Linked DNA regions of Sus scrofa: region 2 is linked to region 1. A link is a contact called in public HiChIP or PLAC-seq data. All regions are on one chromosome and are shown on one strand. Each heading gives the region's core, a stretch centred on a gene start, on an enhancer-like site or on the middle of the called end of the contact. The rest is flanking DNA. Distances are from core to core; before and after follow the strand shown. Region 1 overlaps SP7 (transcription factor Sp7). Region 2 has its middle 5.5 kb from the start of AMHR2.

Evidence for each region. HiChIP or PLAC-seq counts read pairs in DNA pulled down with a chosen protein or histone mark.
Region 2: a contact with region 1 is called in an H3K27ac HiChIP or PLAC-seq map of alveolar macrophages. The contact joins two enhancer-like sites. A contact is called at or near these places in 3 of 47 Hi-C or Micro-C datasets (alveolar macrophages, embryonic fibroblasts and spleen) and 2 of 2 datasets of contacts at active chromatin or transcription factors (alveolar macrophages and skeletal muscle).

Annotation. Positions count from the first base shown.
Region 1 is chr5:18,537,855-18,544,332 of Sscrofa11.1, reverse strand. SP7 (transcription factor Sp7) reads left to right here. Exons shown (of 5, transcript XM_021091715.1): 5 at 1-2,965. Among named protein-coding and RNA genes, the nearest start is that of AAAS, 3.3 kb to the right of the region's middle. Within about 2 kb of position 2,747, at least 39 of the 83 cell types and tissues checked have an H3K27ac peak or open chromatin away from gene starts, as enhancers often do. A contact at or near this core is called in alveolar macrophages and spleen, where this site is marked.
Region 2 is chr5:18,634,105-18,640,582 of Sscrofa11.1, reverse strand. No RefSeq gene overlaps it. Among named protein-coding and RNA genes, the nearest start is that of AMHR2, 5.5 kb to the left of the region's middle. Within about 2 kb of position 3,287, at least 13 of the 83 cell types and tissues checked have an H3K27ac peak or open chromatin away from gene starts, as enhancers often do. A contact at or near this core is called in alveolar macrophages and spleen, where this site is marked.

The sequences.
Region 1 (6,478 bases), core at 1,498-3,997:
CAGTTCCGCAAACTGCTCTCAGGCCCTCACCTCGTGCCTTCCCAAGCTCTTTCCCCATCGCCACTCTTTCTCTCTCCTCTGCTCTGACCACACCAAGTCACCTTCCCTCCATTTGGGCTCCCAACGGTTTCTTTCTCCATCTCACGAACTCCTTAACCCGCATCCTTTCTGTTTCCCAGGCTTATTTACCACTATCCCTTAGCTTCCAGGCTCCACTCTTCCCAACTTCGAAGTCCACTGCCTTCCATGCTCCAGAGCGTTCTTCCTTTTTTCAAACACAATGATGATGATGATGATAATTTATTGCCCCCTGGTGGCCTCTTCATTAGGGACCAGAGTTGGGGGATTGGGGTAAGTGACCTGGCAGGGAGCAGGGTGCCAAGAGGGGGGCAGACCAGTGGGGATCTGATCCCAAAGATGGGGTGACCCCAGGGTCAGGGAGGCTGCCCCCAGGCCTGTATATTTAACCCCTATATTCCAAGAGAAATGAATAGTAATAATAATAATTCTATTTATCATAAGTTATGATGACAGGTCAGGTAGAGTGAGCTGGGGAGGGAAGGGGGTCCATTTCTGCTATGGAAATTTTAACCAAATGCATCTCTGTCTAGAAAAAGTGATAGTGGAGATCCTGTTAATAGCATTTCTATCTTCAGGGTCTCAGTTAATGGTGTTTCTCTTAATGGAATCTCTGCTAATAGGTTTGATTAGCTAGATCTCTGTTAAAGAGTTGATGGGGTATCTCCCACTTAAGGGATCCCTAAATATTTCTAGCCCCGCCCAGAAGCTGTGAAACCTCAAGTCCTATGGAGGGGAGGACTGGAATGTACCCCAGCTCCCTTGACCCCAGAGCAGGTTCTTCCACTGCCCCTCCCCTGACACCGTGACCCCATCAGGCTAATCCCTCGTTGCCATGGTAACGGAGAGCTTGCAGCTGCCATTTTAGAAATGCTCTTTGGGGAAGCCCACCTAACCGGAGGAGGACATTGGCTTGGAGGTGCCTCTCCTGAAGAATAGGTGGGGAAGGCTGTCTCTGGGATCAGGTCAAGTAAATCAAGTATTTATTGAGCGCCTACTCTGTGCAAGGCACTGTGTTAGGCTGGTGCCTAGAAGCCATGAGAAAGAAGAATTTAGTCAGCTAGAGGTCCCCAAGCTGACTTGGGGGTGCGTCCACAGGCCCCCAACCTGGGACTTCTGATGCTTCCAACTCCACCTCCAGTGACTTTTAAAGCCGCTTCGTGCCTTTGAATGCCTTTCCTGTGACTTTGGATCCTCCTTTTCTATCTCTTCCTCCCTCAAGGCCCCAAGTTAAAGGGTTAAAGCCGCTGGAGCTTGGGGAGAGGGTAAAGTGGTGGAAGGGAAGGGATCATGCCCTCATGGAGTCTTTTTTTGTTTTATTTAATAAATAAAAGTTCGATTTTAAATTTTAACCTGGTGAGAAAAGAGGAAGAGGAGGGGAGAAGGGTCAGCCACAGGATTTCTCCTTGGCAAACTGGGGAGTCCCCGCGGGCATTGCGTCGCGCCGGTTTGCATCTTATGCCGCGGGTAGAAAACTTGGGCAGCCCGGTCCCGCGGCGGAGTTCAGTATTTGACAGCCCAGAGCTCTCTGCGAGGGTAGGGAGGTTTCTTCCCCGGCTCTTCCTCGGGCTCGGTACCTGCGGACCTGGCCGGGGCAGCGGAAGGGCCGACCGCGGACCCCGCTGTCGCCGTGCGGACCACCGCGCCGCCCGGGCCGGGCGAGGTGCGGCTCCCGCGGGCAGACCCTCCTGGCACGTAACCCGCCCCCGGCCCCGGGCCTGCAATCAGTCGTGCCCGCCACGGAGTTAGCAGAGGAACAAAAGCCACTCTGTGGCGGCCAGCCCCCAGCCACAATAGGGCTTTGTGCGGCCCCCGCCCCCTAGGGCTCCCCCGCCGGGCGGAGGGGCGCACGGGCTGCTCCCTTAGCCTGGGCCCGACTGCAGGCGGCGCCCGGGTCCGCCGGTGCCCCTCGCGGGCTCGGCGGAGGCGCTGGAGCGGGGGAGGGGTCAGTGGGTCCCTGGCGGCCCCCTCCCCCACCCGCCCCGCTCCAGGTGCGAAACCGCCTGCCCTCCCGCGGGGCGCGGGGCTTCAAAGGTGCTTTGAAGAAGGATCCGAGTTCCGAGGACTCTCAGGCTGGCCGGGGGCCGCGGCGGAAGAGGGACTGGGAGAGGGCGGGGGACGCCGGGGAGCTGGGCTTCGAGTGGGGGCGGCCCGAAGTGGACCCCCGGGCTCGGCCGCCGTCCCGCGGGGCCGGCTCCCCGGGACCCCCCAGGGCCTAGCCCTCTCGCCTCCCGGGTCTCCGCCTGTCCGGTGCCAGTTCCCGCCCGCCGCAGCCTCGCAGTCCCCCCCTCCCCCGCCCCTCGGTCCCTTTCATCTTCTCTAGACTCCGCTTGGGGTTTTGCTGGTTTCTGGGAGATAAAAACCGCCTCAAATAGCGGCGGCGCGCTGCCAGGACAAACAGGGCCGGGCGGGCCATGTGCGCCTGGTTACGGGCCCCGGGCTGGGGCGCCGGGCTTCGGCGCGCCCGGGAAGGGGCGGCGGGCCAAGGTCCAGGCACCCAGGCTCCCGCGATCCTCCCGCCTTCCAAAGTGGGGCATCCACTGGAAAGTTTCAGAGAGCGTCCTGAGCACTGCCTCGGTTTCCTGCCCAGGTCGTAGGGAGGGGCCCCAGTGGAGACCGCCCGCTAAGAGCTCTGCGCCCCCGGGGCGTTGGGTCACAGTCACTGTGTCGCTGGGGCCGCCGCGCCCCCTGGTGAAGTTAGTGGAGAGTGCGCTAGGCCCGGACTTAAGTCTCCCAAGAATCTGCCAATTGTGAAAAACCGTTCGGCAAATGTTAAATAAGCTGTACGGGGGAGGCGGAGTATGAATACACAGAGAACTGTTCCTTCTGTCCAGGTGACATTACAGGGTAAGAGGCAGACCCCTAACTGATAATTATAACACGATCTGATGATGAAAATCAGGCTTTTTTTTTTAAATCTCCCCTGGGGCCACACGAGATTCCCAGGCTAGGGGTCTAATCGGAGCTGTAGCTGCCAGCCTACGCCAGAGCCACAGCAACGCGGGATCTGAGCCGTGTCTGCAACCTACACCACAGCTCAGGGCAACGCTGGATCCTTAACCCACTGAGGGAGGCCAGGGATCAAACCCTCAGCCTCATGGTTCCTAGTCGTTTTCCTTAACCACTGAGCCATGACGGGAACTCCCTGAAAATCAGCCTTTATTGAAGGGAGGGAGGAAGCTGCAGGCCCAGGCTATAATGAGCTCTTGGGGTATCAGTTTGGATGGTTTCATGGCTAAGATACAAACAAAATGGAGTTCCCAGTATGGCTCAGTGGAAATGAATCTGACCAGTATCCATGAGAACAAAGGTTCATCCCTGGCCTCACTCAGTGGGTTAAGTATCCAGTGAGCTGGAGTTCCCATTGTGGCTGAGTGGTTAACAAATCCGACTAGGAACCATGAGGTTTCAGGGTTCAATCCCTGGCCTCGCTCAGTGGGTTAAGGATCCGGCGTTGCCCTGAGCTGTGGTGTAGGTCGCAGACTCGGCTCCGATCCCTCGTTGCTGTGGCTGTGGCCTAGGCCAGCGGCTGCAGCTCTGATTAAACTCCTAGCCTGGGAACTTCCATATGCAGCAGGTGCGATGCTAAAAAGACAAAATAAATTTTTTTAATAAATAAAAGAGAATTTCACGTTGTAGCACAGCAGATGTGAATTCGACTAGGAACCACAGGTTTGATTCCTGGCCAGTGGCAACAGCTCTGATTAGACCCGTAGCCTGGGAACCTCCATATGCTGTGGGTGCGGCCCTAAAAAGATAAAAATACAAAATAAATAAATAAATAAAAGATACAAACAAAGAATTTGTTAGTGGCTTTCACTGCACTCCATCAATCTGTCAGAGTTACGGACAACCACTTTTCCTTGAAACCTCTACTGCTTCTCCCTCTCAAGGAGAATTTTCCCAGCCAATTTCTCCAAACTACCCCCAGTTTTTACATTCTGCTTTCTTTTTCTCTTTCTCCCTTTTGTTTTTTTTACGGCCACAGGTGTGTCATATGGAAGTTCCCAGTCCAAGAGTCAAATGGGAGCTGTAGCTGCTGGCCAGATCCGAGCAGTGTCTGTGACCTTCAGGACAGCTCATGGCAGCGACGGATCCTTTAACCCAATGAGCAAGGCCGGGGATCAAACCAGCATTCTCATGGATCCTAGTCAGGTTTGTGACCACTGAACCACGACGGGAACTCCCTCCCTCTCTTTCTTGCTGTGCCCATGGCATGAGGAAACTCCCAGGCCAAGGATCAAACCTGCCCCACAGCAGTGACCAGAGCCACAGCAGTGACGAGGCCAGATCCATAGCTCGATGAGCCACACAGGAATTCCACTGCTTTTTAAGTTTTCTGTGAATTCCCAAGTGACAGTAAGCTATTTAAGCGGGGGAGATACTCAGTGTTGTCTGTGCAGTATCACCTGGGTCTTTTTGGAACCACAGCCTCAGAGCTCTGCCCCCAAATTTGCATTTTAACAAGTTTCTCAGGTGAATCTTCTGTCCATTAACATTCTGGAGCCCCTTGTTTTCTGACCCAGGAATAACTCTCTTGGAGGGAACGTTTCAGGTAGAAAGGTGGAGCAGTCACAGAACTCCCGGGGATTTCCCCTCGTGGCCCAGTGGTTAATGAACCTGATTAGGAACCATGAGGCTGAGGGTTCGATCCCTGGCCTCAATCAGTCAGTTGAGGATCCGGTGTTGTCATATAGTGACCTGTGGTATAGGTTGCAGATGGGGCTCAGATCCCATGTGGCTGTGGCTGTGGACTGGCAGCTACACTTCCGATTCAACCCCTAGTCTGTCTGGGAACTTCCATATGCTGTGGTGTGGGTGTGGCCCTAAAAAGCAAAAAAAAAAAAAAAAAGTCTCCTGGATTCTCCAATGAGACTGGCTGCTTTTGGGAGTGGGGACTGTGCCTTATGCAATTCTGTGTTCTCAGAACTTGGTCCTTGGAATTGCTCATTAAAATTTGTTAAATGAGTGAACCAATGCCCATGGTCACCTAGTTCATGGCAGAGTTATTGCTAATCCTCACCGATATCTGTTTCGCACTTTACAATTTATTAAATGGCTTCATTTCCATTATTTTTACGGGAAACAACCATGTGTAATAACTAGGACACTGCAAGGGAGGGAGCTGAGGCCCAAAGAATTCAATGATTTTTCTGAAGTTATACAGCTGTAAGAAGAGGACCCCCCCCAGGCGTTCTCTTGTGGCGCAGCAGGTTAATAAACCGCCATTGTCACTGCAGTGGCTTAGGTCACTGTTGTGGAGCAGGTTAGATCCCTGGTCTGGGAATGGCCATATGCCTCTGACACGACCAAAGGAAAAAAAGGAAGAGGAGTCTTCATTCTGTATTAGACTCTCCAATTCTAGTTCCATTCTTTGTAGCTACAGTAGGATCAATCTCACTTTTTTTTTTTGGAGGGGGGGGTGCTGCTGGTGGTTTAGGCACAAGTTCCTGGGCCAGAGACTGAATGTGCAGCACAGTAGCAACCCAAGCCACAGCAGTGACAACACAAGATCCTTAACCTGCTGAATCACAGGAAACTCCAATCTCACTTTTTAAAATATGAGTTTCAGGAGTTCCCGTCATGGCTCAGTGGTTAACGAATCCGACTAGTAACCATGAGGCTGCGGGTTCGATCCCTGGCCTTGCTCAGCAGGTTGAGGATCCAGCGTTGCCTGAGCCGTGGTGTAGGTCGCAGACAAGGCTCAGATCCCACGTGGCTGTGGCTGTGGTGTAGCCTGGCAGCTACAGTTCCGATTCAACCCTTAGCCTGGGAACCTCCATATGCTGCGGGTGCAGCCGTCAAAAGACAAAAGACCAAAAAAAAAAAAAACACCTAGTTTTGGTATTTTTTGGTCAGATCTCCCTGTGCCTCACTTTCCTCATGGTGACAGAACAGTACCCACCTCATGGGGTTGTTACAAAGATTATACAAGCACTTATAATAAGTGCTCAGGAAATGTTAAGTTTCCCAGCTGTTCCCACTTTTCCTTCCAGGAGGCTTAACTCTCTGGGCTCTAGTTTCGGGCGAGCGCAACACTCTCCCTCCCAAGGCGCTCCACCTGACCTTCCTTCAGCTTTCCAGCCAGCTAGCTGCCCGTAACACAGCGGGTATTTTCCTCTGGGCGATCCACAGTCCTAGGAGGGTTTAATTAGGTACTTCCCTGAACGTGGCTTATTTTGGGCTTTCCGAGAGCTGAGAGTGAGTGGGGGACGGTGTTTGGGAATTCGGAACTGGGAAAAACAGCAGTCTCATAGGAAAAAAAGAAAACAAAGCAAACCAACACTCCGACCTTCAACTAGGGGTCGGCTCTACGGACTGCCTGCGTCTCTCCCCCTCCGGCCGCCAGGCGGCGCGCGAGGACGCCCCGGAAGTCTGTCCTGGGACTTCGCGTGCGTCC
Region 2 (6,478 bases), core at 2,038-4,537, 96 kb before region 1:
GCTCTGGTCACTGCTGTGGAGTGGTTTTGATCTTCTGCATGATGTGGGCATGGCCAAAAAAGAAAAGAAAAGAAACATTCCAGCCAGGTTTCTGGCAACTTTACCTGCTCTGGGCAAGTGTAGTTTAGAGTTGAGATGGTGAGAGAATGGGTAAGGATTTGAGAACTGGGGGATTAGGAAGGCCCTGAGAAAGAACTTCAGTGTAGGAAGAAAGGCTTCCTGGATTCCATATACACAAAATTCTTCATTAGGATCCCCTGATTAAAGTCTGCAGTGGAAGTTCCCATCGTGGCTCAGTGGTAACAAACCCGACTAGTATCCGTGAGGATGAGTGTTCCATCCCTAGCCTTGCTCAGTGGGTTAAGGACCTGGCATTGCTGTGAGCTGCGGTGTAGGCTGGCAGCTGTAGCTCCGATTAGACCGCTAGCCTGGAACCTCCATATGCCACGGGTGTGGCCCTAAAAAGACAAAATAAATAAAGTCTGCGATGGTCCAGAGTTCCCGCTATGGTGCAGTGGGTTAAGAAACTGACTGCAATAAATAACAAGTCTAACCATCAAAACAAAATTTTAGAGTTTTAGGCTGTCTTCAAAATATTCTTAGTTTCCGAGTATACATAATGCTTGTGTGCTACAGAGATGAATGCTTTGTCATAATTTCTCAGAAAAAAAAATTAAAGTTTCTTTCTATTGTAATGTTAAAAAAAAAAAAAAAAAAAGAAACTGACTGCAGCAGCTTGGGTAGATGAGGAGATAAAACTTTCAATCCCCGCCCAGCACAGTGGGTTAAGGATCAAGCACTGCCGTAGCTGTGGTGTAGCTCAGATTTGACCACTGGCCTGGGAAACTCCATATGCCATGGGTGCAGCCAAAAAATAAACATTAGTACAGAATACGGAGGGAACTGTGTGTGATTGGGTCACTTTGCTATACCACAGAGATTAAAGAAACATTGTAAATCAACTATAATTTTAAAAATAGATATGCAAAAATAAATAAAAATTAAAATTAAAAAAACTGTCTCAGAGGTAAACACATTGAAAACAAATAAAAGGAGGGTGATTATTGTAGGCCAAGGGAACATCAGGAAAAAGGCAGCAGGAGTTCCTGGAATTCTCTCATGGCTCCGTGGGTTGAGGATCCAATGTTGTCACTGCTGGGCTCTGGTTACAGCTTGGGTGAACATTGGATCCCTGGCCCAGGAACTTCTGCATGGCACAGGACTGGCAAAAAGAGAAAAAAAAAAAAAAAAGAAGAAGCAAAAATAAAGGTACGCATATATATTGACATCACTAATATGTATAAACTAATAAAAAATGTTCAAAATAGCTTTCATAAAACAGAAACAGACTCAAAGATTTTGAAACCAACTTATGGTTACCAAAGGTGAAAAGTTCGGGGGAGGGATGGATTAGGAAGTTGGGATTGGCATATACAAACTACTATATATGTAATCGATTGGTAACAAGAACCTGCTAGATAGCTTGGGGAAATCTATTCACTACTCTGTGATGGCCTATATGGGGAAAGAATCTGAAAAAGAATGGATCTACATGTATTTGTATGGCTGATTCAGTTTGCTGTACACCTGAAACTAATACATTGTAAGTCACCTATATTCCAATAAAATTTATATATATATTTTAAAAAGTAAAATCAGCTTTGAAAAAAATATTTAAAAAGTTGAAAACAATAAAAATATTAAAAAAGTAAGTAGAAAAAAATAATAAAAGTATGAACAAAAGGTCTGTGTGTTTGCATCCTTGTGGATACTAGTTGGATTTGTTTCCACTGAGCCATGACGGGAACTCCCAGACTCTTCTTAAAAGCCAAAGATTTTAGACAATGGTCAAATGGCAACGTGGAAGATGGATGACTGGGGCTCAGGGAGACTGGGAGATCAGTTATAAGACCTAAGCAGTAGCCAGGGTGAGTACCAGGACAGTGGAAACAAAAATAAAGGGGGGGAAAATTGAGATATACTGTATCAGGGTGAGTACCAGGATGGTGGAAATAAAAATAAAGGGGGGAGGGAATTGCGATATACTGTATCGGTAATAGTGACAGAATCGGTAATCAAATGAATGTTGGTAGATAAAGGGGAGAATTAAAAAGTGATTCTGGGTTTCACATGTAAGTGATCAAGGGGTAGTCATTACTGCTAAGTGAGGTAAGAAACACAAAGGATTATTTCCCTTTCTTACATGTTGAGTTTGAGTTATCTGTGGGACACCCAGATGAAAATGTCCACTCAGCAGGGTATCAGGTTGAAAAAAAAGTGAAGGGTTTTGATTTGGGAGTTACCATCATGTATGCAATAGCTAAAGAGTGGGTGCAACTTGTTTAGGGGTGAAAGGCAGAGTGAGGAAAAGACCCAGGATGGGGAATACCATTATTTCAGGAACAGAGGAGGAAGTGGCTACGGAGGAGAATGAAGCAAGTAGGCAGAAAGGTCGAAGGAGAACCACAAGTGTGAGTGCCTCAGTCTCACATTCCATGGAAGAAAGCACCAAGATGCACGTTGTGGCAGAGAGGTCTAATAAGCTAAGGACTGAAAAGAGCACTGGAGCAGGCAACCAGGGCACTGGTATTAAGAAAGAATTTAGGAATTCCTGTCATGGCGCAGTGGAAACGAATCTGACTAGTATCCATGAGGATGCGGGTTCGATCCCTGGCCTTGCTCAGTGGGTTAAGGATTCGGTGTCGCTGTGAGTGTGGTGTAGGTCGAAGACATGGCTCGAACCCCATGTTGTTGTGGCTATAGGCCAGCAGCTGTAGCTCAGATTTGATCCCTAGCCTGGGAACTTCCATATGCAGCAGGCGTATGCAGTGGGTGTGACCCTGAAACACAAGAAAAAAACAAAAAAAAACCAAAACCCAAACACTGGGTGCTGAACAAAGCGGCCTGAGGGGTGAGTACAGGAGAAAAGTTAAACATAAACTACTTTCACTAACTTTGGAAATGAAAGGGTTAGATCAGCAGCTTGAAGAGGAAGCAGGGGTTTTTCAAAATGGGGGAGGAGCAGCAGGGAGGCTGACCTCAAACACGCTCATAGGTCAACAAAAGGGAATCAAGGAGAGACTGGAGATAAAAGGAGAAAAAAAAAGCTATCGAAATAAAGAACAAAAAGGGGTTGCGGCTGGGCAGTAGCAAACCTGACTAGTATGCAAGAGAATGTGGTTCGATCCCTGGCCTCACTCAGTGCGTTAAAGATCTGGAGCTGCCAGGAGCTGTGGGGTAGGTTAGATGAGGCTCGGATACTGCGTTGCTGTGGTTGTGGTGCAAGCCGGCAGTTGCAACTCCCATTTGACCTCTAGCTGGGAACTTCCATACGCTGCACATTCAGCCCTAAAAAAAAGAAAAAGCAAGAACAAAAAGAAGTCAAAGGAAATAAGGTTGAGAGCACAAGTGGCAGGGTTGGCCTTGCAAAAGCAAAATATTTCTCTAAAAAGATAGAAGGGGTAAATTGGTATTGGTGAATAAATAGATCTTTGTTAGAAGAAAGTTTGAGGAAATTGATGCTTCCATTTTCTCTATGAAATTGGAAGAAAATCATCTGCTGAGAAATGGGGTCAGGATTGGGAAACCTGCAATTAATGGTATGTCTCACTTGCCAGACTCTGAACTACTTGATAGCAGGGCCTGTCTTGTTTTATTTTTTATTTATTTTTTTGTTTTTTTTTTGGGCTGTGCCAGCGGCATAAGGATATTCCCAGGCTAGGGGTCCAATCAGAGCTCTAGCTGCCAGCCTATGCCAGAGCCACAGCAACAGGGGATATCTGAGCTGTGTCTATGACCTACACCACAGCTCAGGGCAATGCCAGATCCCTAACCCACTGAGCAAGGCCAGGGATCAAACCCACAACCTCATGGTTCCTAGTCGGATTCGTTAACCACTGAGCCACGACGGGAACTCCTGCCTTGTTTTATTTTTTATCCACAACCTAGTACATAGTAAAGGCTTAATAAATGTTTATTGACTGAATAGTTGACACAACTTTTAAAGGCTCACTTAGGGCTGCCAAGCCAAAAAATAACCACCCCCCAAAAAACCCTAATAAAGTTAAATGTTAAAATGTAATATTGCTAATGGCTACATGAGGAAATCAAATGGCTGAGTGACTGTCAATGCTGACACAGGAAGTCAAATGTACAAAAATAATCAAGAATGTTTGTAGCTGTAGTATAAACAATCAACCAAGGACTCTTAGGTAGGAAGGGAAGTAAATCCATAGGTTGACAGGAAATTGGAAAGGCTGTCAGTAATTTCAGAAGGGGCCACAATCCAGATTCAATCATTCTAGACACAAGTTAATATTAACTGAATGTAAAATGTTGGAGCTAGGTCTTGGCTTTTAAGCATACTCTCCAATAAAATGAACAAAGCCTCCTTGGAGAAATGGCTGACCTCAAGCTGTGTTAGGCAAAATATAGATGGGCCTAAAGCAACTTGCGTATCAGAAAGTAAGAAAATGCTCAAAAAAGTAAAAGGATGTAGACATATCAAATGGACACAGAAGTCCACCTGATAGAGCTCCCAATGTCCAGAGCTGGAGTAAACAAAACAAAAAAAGTTGGGACAATTTGAGCAATAAAAATAATGTAGATTTGAATTATATCCCAACTATAAAATAAATACACGAGTACTTATTCAATAAGAATTTCCTCACAGAGGCTTAATTTCTACCAACCCCATTAAGGATGGGCTAGACTTTACTGACTTGCTTTCAAATAGGGAAAGAGAAAACAGTGAAGAAACCTGGCAAATACTACCTTAACCAGTGATGAAAGTTTTATCAGCAATATCATATGGCTATCACATACTCAATAGGATGTGATGAGAAGGCCATGTCCTGCCTGTGTGGTATTTTTTCCCAAAACCGTACAAGCTCAGTCTAAGAATGAGGAAAAAAATCAGACAAATTCAGATTGGGGGATATGCTACAGGACACATGGCCAATACTCCCAAAGACTGTCAAGGTCATGAAGAACAAGACTAAGAAACTGTCACAGAGATTAGGGAGATATATCCACTAAATGCAATGTGGTATCCTGAAACAGATTCTAGAATAGAAAAGGGACATCAATGGATGAAGCCCATAAAGTATGGGATTTAGCCCAAGTAATGTACAAGTGCCAGCTTCTTAGTTTTGACAATGCACTGTGGTGTTACCAATGGAGAGAAATGGGGAAGGGGCACATGGAAACCCCCTGTACTATCTTTGCAACTTTGACTTTAAAAATATTTCAAAATAGGGAGTTCTCCTCACAGCGCAGCATAAACAAACTTGCCTAGGAAACATGAGGTTGCAGGTTCAATCCCTGGCCTTGCTCAGTGGGTTAAGGATCTGGCATTGTCATGAGCTGTAGGTGTAGGTTGCAGATGTGGCTCGGATTCTGTGTTGCTGTTGCTGTGGCCAGCAGCTACAGCTCCAATCCGAACGCTATAGCCTGGGAACCTCCATATGCTGTGGGTATGGTTCTAAAAAGCCAAAAAAAAAAAAAAACCCAAAAAAAACCGTGCCCCTCCACATTTCTATGTTATCATGGCTCACTGAAACTGTTTACCTAGGAGTTAAGGGTAAGACAGCTTGTGCTGATTAACATGAATGTAACAACAGCGTAGCCGGAAACCTTTGTTGGGTTCATAACACAAAGTTATATATAACCACATTCTCCCCATTCCCAACCCTCTCAACACACCAGAGACATGGCTTTTTATTAAAAAAAACTTTTTTTTAATTGGTTTACAAAGGAGCTACAGACTACATTGAAACTAATCTTTGTACAAAAAAGGCAAAGAAAAAAAAAAAAGAAAAAGAAAAAGAAAAAAAAAAAAAGCCCCCAAACACCCAAAGACAAAAGGTAGGGGGAGAGACAAGGAAGGAAGATACAAAAGAGCAAGAAGAAACTAGGACAAGAGATTAGCATCATACATACATAAGATTGGGGGGGTGGGGGAAGAGCAAGAAAGATGAGAGCATAGTTAAAAATATTTCCCCACACAGCCCTGGTGATAATCGGATTGGAACCGACAACACACACAGTATGAGATTATTAAGAGGTTTAAAAAGGCAACAGTGGTATGGAGACTGGTTATTGCCAGTGTTAAGAGAGAAATAAACTTGTTTTAGGCACCAGAGACTGGAGCACTGCCTCCTCCTCCCAGAGGATGACAGACTCGGGAAGAGGAAGCAGGCCCTGGGGCAGCTGCCACTGGTGTGCGTAGGAGTCTCCTCAGGTCAATCTCAGCATCTTTTCCCCATCCTTCCCCCAAGTCTTTGTGCCCTAGACTCCAGGTGAGAGAGATGGGATGCCATTGAGAGAAGGGATGATCAGAAATATGAAGATTTGCCCTTGTGTACACTGTTCAAGAGCAGCTGCTTGGAAAATGGGGGGCCGGGTAGAGAATCTCATTCCTTTGTGGAGAAGGCACAGTGTAATTCCTGAAGGTGAGCTAGAGGAAAACACACACCAC